Linked DNA regions of Bombyx mori: region 1 is linked to region 2. Evidence: chromatin contacts called from public Hi-C data. All regions are on one chromosome and are shown on one strand. The core of a region is the stretch at or near the end of the contact, and the rest is flanking DNA. Distances in the headings are between cores, read along the strand shown. Region 1 holds the start of LOC101737035. Region 2 overlaps LOC101737035.

What was found. Hi-C and Micro-C count contacts between places; a contact is called where the count stands out from the background.
Region 1: a contact with region 2 is called in a Hi-C map of midgut, with 2.5 times the contacts expected there. The contact joins the promoter of LOC101737035 here to the enhancer-like site in region 2. A contact is called at or near these places in 5 of 7 Hi-C or Micro-C datasets (midgut, posterior silk gland and whole pupa).

Annotation. Positions count from the first base shown.
Region 1 is chr22:3,811,139-3,813,993 of ASM3026992v2, forward strand. LOC101737035 reads right to left here and starts at 1,549. Exons shown (of 3, transcript XM_004931948.4): 1 at 1,272-1,549.
Region 2 is chr22:3,767,678-3,770,420 of ASM3026992v2, forward strand. All of the region lies in intron 2 of LOC101737035, which reads right to left. Among protein-coding and RNA genes, the nearest start is that of LOC101737035, 44 kb to the right of the region's middle. Within about 2 kb of position 1,449, at least 6 of the 8 cell types and tissues checked have open chromatin away from gene starts, as enhancers often do.

The sequences.
Region 1 (2,855 bases), core at 299-2,798, 44 kb after region 2:
TGACTGATGCGCCGAGGATTCTGGGTTCGATTCCCACAATGGGGAAAACCTTGTGTGATGAACTAGTTTGCTCTTTGCCTGGGTGTCTATTTTTAGAAACGTTGAAAATAATGAAGTATAAATATTAATCGCGATTAGAATTTATTATAGATATTTCAATTACCGTTTGTATTTTCTTATGTACTTTATGTATTATTATTATTACTATTACTTACTATTAGCTTAATTATGTAGCACTAAAATTGAAAACATAAACGGCGAATAAATTACAAAAAAATATTTAAATAGATAATCTATTATTTACGACGTAAATCTTCAGCTTGGGAAAAAAAATATGCAAATGCATGATGGTAGCGTAGGTGTCGATTAAAACTTTAGTGATGAGTGCAAAAACAAATTCCTTATAAATTCATAAAAAGTTTATTTCATTTTTTATTGGCGTAAATCGCAGACGTGTACGTAATTATACGTACACGTCACGTACGTATTTATATGTACGTAATGGACTATATTCAAACGCTTCAGAATATTAGGCAGCGGCTTGGCTCTGTCCCTGGCATTGCTGAAGTCCATGGGCGACGGTAACCACTCACCATCAGGCGGGCCGTATGCTCGTCTGCCTACAAGGGCAATAGAAAAAAAAAAAAAAAAAAAAAAAAAAAAAAAAAAAAAAAAAAAAAAAAAAAAAAAAAAAAAAAAATTATACCACTCCAAACTTTGAGGCACAGTTCCGAAGTCTTTGAGGCTCAGAATAACGATTGTCCACTTTCATACCTACCTTTCAATGGACCTGAACAACACGACTGTTTTAATATCACATTCATTTCGTGTTCTAATGTAAAAACTCTTTAATTATTTATTAAATTAATCTAGAAGTATAGATGATATATTTATGGGAAAGACAGAAACCTACGACTTTACGAATCGACTTAACTAATCAACTACATAAAAACAGATTTATGTATCAAGCTGTTACTAATATTATAAGTTCCACATGGCTTAATCAGCTTTTCTTAATGCGATCGGCCAAAACCTTAACAGAACGCAGCTACTAAAATGTTTATAAGAACTCTATCTATGTGACTCTAATAAGCACATAATATTATTATTAGGCAAAAGGTTATTAAACTTGAAGATAACTTAATGACGATATCACAATAAGCGCTGAACTAAGCAAAGCGATTCATTCACCTTTCAATTCCATCTATACAGCCTTTCAGTGATCGTGCTTTCACCGAACTAAATGAAAACAAACCTAAAATCACACTTACGTCAAACAAAATCCAGCGGTTTTTGTTATTCGGAGCACAGCACGTATTTTTGTTATAAAATGCAACTGTTTTTTTTTTTGTTTTTTGTTTTGTTTCGGCACTGTGTTGCGCACGTACGTACACGCGCTGCTGTGTGCGGAGGAGAACTGAGGTTCGCGGCTCCGCCCTCTCTCCACTCTTGTGAGGGAAGAGGGGCTGCTGGACATCCGTACTACGTTACGTGGCTCTAACGAGACTTACTTAGATTCTGTGTACAATGCTGCATCGATAAGCGTTGTTGAGTGAATGTTACAATGAATCACCTAGGACGATAACTTTAGACAATAATTGAAATCAATTATTCACAAAATTGTCAAATGAATTTGTATTAATTGCATCAATAGTTTTAAGTATCATGTTTATTAGGCTGTATTAAAAACCAATCAGTTTTTTCTTTTGGTCTTGACATGTATAATAATTATAATATGATAAATTAAGTACAGCTCCGTAATTTTTTAATGATTACTTAAATTTTCTTTTTTAAATGATATTCACATTTTATTCTCTTGTTTTTTTCTCTTACCTTTACGGGAATTATTTATTAAAGAATTGAAATGACTAAAATATGGATTTCTCAAATACCGTGTTGTAATTAATGAAACTTGGGCAGCGTTGGACGCGTGACATTTACAATCGGTAGTTGAAATACGCCGAGAGCACGCGGTGCGGGTCAGGTCGAAGACACACGGTTTCGGATCGGCCCGGCCAGGCTGCACTCAGATTCGCTTCTTGCATCTTGTAAAATCCTAATGTAAAATATCTTTTTTTTTGTATATATATATATCGACGCTTGAAAGGCAAACGTGACTATGCGACAATAACTGCTTTGTACATAAATGATAGGTAATAACCATATTCGATGCGCAAAAAAAATATATTTCTAGGTCTATTAAAATCATTTCCATCCTACAGTTAGATTCGTTAAAATACAATTTTTTTCAGGTATATCAACTTTAAATTAGTCTACTGTAAAGTTCACGCATTGTCGCTTAGTCACGTTTGCCTTTCAAGCGTCGATATGGTCAAATTCTGTGGTCTCCACGTAATACTGGTGGTAGGACCTCTTGTGAGTCCGCGCGGTTAGGTACCACCACCCTGCCTATTTCTGCCGTGAAGCAGTAATGCGTTTCGGTTTGCAGGGTGGGGCAGCCGCATACTGAGATCTTAGAACTTATATCTCAAGGTGGGTGGCGCATTTGCGTTGTAGATGTCCATGGGCTCCAGTAACCACTTAACACCAGGTGGGCTGTGAGCTAGTCCACCCATCTAAGTTATAAAAAAAAATTGTTATGTTTGTTTTTCTAACAGTACTTATTCGCTTTTCTTACCACTTATCACCTGCATCTAATATTTTATAATGGTAAGTACATTATATTTATACTTTGGGTATATATGCCGAATATTTCAATCTCAAATTTAGAATAGTAAAAAACCTTAAAATTATTTACATTTTCGCTACAGATTGCGTTAAAAACAACACCATTACGAATAAATACACAACTTATATTGGTTATCTTGTTTTTACTCTAGGTTTGTACGATATTA
Region 2 (2,743 bases), core at 199-2,698:
ATTTTACGAAATGACGATCGTAATGCTCTCAGTAAAAACAGATACAACAAAAAAAAAATTGTCATTAGTGCGACGCATACAAATTATTAACCGAAGATGTAAAAGGTACAAAAAATATTAAGGATAAAGCTTAGGATAGATAGTTCGATTTAAAAATATGACAAATCTCTAAATAATTAATGAATTTCGTAATATAAACAGAGAAAAAATACAATTTTCGAATTTAAAATCTCAATGTACTTATTTAATTTCACTCGAGTGTTTTATTATTAAATTTAACGGCCATTTTACCCTATTTCGCAAACTATTAATAAGTTGTTAGACTAAATTCACGTTAGAATTCATTACTATAACAAATATGCGCATGTAACAAAATAAACAAGACTCACTCTGTTTTATATTAGTGCTAAAAACAGTTGAGTCAATAGTTTCCGTGGACCATATGCGGATGTTTTGAAATTTGCCTGTTTAAGTATGAAACTGGGTCGAAGAACTAGGTTGCCTGAGTTTGGTCTATTTTATGTTTACTGTGTTCGAATTAGAATAGGCTAGAACAAGAATTGGGGTTTAGAATTCTCTCAATAATTTATGAAATGTGGTTGCTTTGAAGAGAACCCGCACACCACATTTGTGGAGGATATTTGAAGATCGGTATGTATCGAAGATAAGAATAGTCCAAAGATATCATTATGTGGTATCCTCGTGAAAGAAAAAGAAATAAGGGACGACCGGACGACAAATGAAAAGTTGGGAAGACGAGGTTAAGAAAAAATAAGAAAAGTATAGCAAAATCTAGGGGAGACCTTTGCCAAAGGACAATACAATAAACAGAAATAAATTATTTTTGTTTTTGAATGAGGTTAATTAATTAATAACAATAGAAAACGACATTTAAAATTAAAAAAACTAATGCCGTATTACATTCGATTCCTGTGACAATTTGAGAGGAAACAAAGTCGATATATTGTTTTTTTTTAACTTTTCCAAAAATAAAGCAACAAAATTCTAAGCAAATAAAGTTAAATAAGACGAGCGCGAAGTGCGGTTCAAAAAGTGTTCCGTTTTTTTTGTCTCTTAGACTATTTTGGTTTGTACGATTGGCTTGAGGCACAAAAGGCGGTTTGCTCACTATCGTCTATTTGTGTGCCTTTAAAATTTTTGAGAAAAACGAAGAGGATAACGTATAATGATCCACGAAAAAAATATCGACGAATACAGTTTAAGCTACTTGTAGTATTGTAAGCCCCTGTCCTGGTGAAACTTCAGAGGCCTCCGGGCCACTAGTAATCCTTCAATCATAATAAAAAAATTGTAAGCCCGCACAAAGGTTCATAATTACTTTGCCTATTTCTGCCGCGTGGTGGGTTTCGGCTTGAAAGATACAGCTGCTATACTATAAAATTAAGACTTAGTTAATGTGTTTGGCGGTGTGTATGGCGGCATTTATATTGTGATATCCATGGGTTTGGTAATCACGTTACATCGGGTGGGTTATGACAACAATCACCAGTTTAGCCAAAACAATTATTGCACAATAAGTTTTTTTTTTTTTACAAAAATTAATGATGTAAACTTTAAACTAGCACGATAAAAATATGCTTCCTGGATATTTTTAAGCATGCACATTTATGAATAAATGAAAATTTGGTTTAAGATGTAATGGACAATATTTTTAAGTACCGGAATACCTACACCTCGTATTCAAGTTTAATTTGAGCATCTACTCTTATTTTACTTTAAAAGATAATAATAATAATAATAGTAATAAAGCTTTCTTTATTCCACACAGAAATACTTAATTACAAACAATTTGAAGATACATTAATGGCTTTTTTTTCATTAAACAGTTAAAAAGTAAATATTAAATATATTTTTTTAAAAAACTTTAAATGATAGGTCATGCTTAATAAGTTTGATTAGAAACGTGTCCAAACAAAGGTAGATCACATTTCGTATACGGCTCAACTTGAATAAACAAACAAAGTAACGCAGATATAAATATGACACGTTTTTTCGCATGTTCAAGACAAAGACATTCCGTATAATAAATAATCTTTAAAGATGTTTTTTTGTTCAACAAGATTGACACGTTGTAAACAGTTGTGTGTGTGCGCTCTCGCCTTCCTCGGTGCAACGTAGATAAGGCATAAATGGACTCGTAACGTTATCAGCACGTGTCATTAAAAATAGCCTTGATAAAAATATCTCTTAAAACGCTGTCATCATTACATAGTATGAAACAAAGTCGCTTTCTCTGTCCCTGTATCTGTCCCTATGTATGCTTAAATCTTTAAAACTACGCAATGGATTTTGATGCGGTTTTTTTAATAAGATAGAGTGATTGAAGAGGAAGGTTTATATGTATAATAGCATCCATTAAATAGTGGATAAATCAATAATATATTAAACGAAGCGAGGGCGGGTCGCTAGTAATACATAAGTTGAAGGTCGCGGGATTTAGCTCGATGTAGGAAAAGCAGGACTGGTCGGCATTCTTCGTTCGAAGAAGAGTTCGATTAGTGAACTAATCCATAGACACAGCCCATTGAGTTTCTCGCCGGAACTTCTCAGTGGGTCGCAATTCTGAAGTGGTAGTAAATTCGGCGAAGCACTGCTCTTGCTAGGGCTAGTGTTAGCAAATTCTCTCAGGTTGAACCCGTGAGCTCACCTACCCCTCCGGAATTCCTGGAATAGTCCTCTATGCTACCAACGAATAGGCAGGGAACTGTCACTGTGGCGGTGG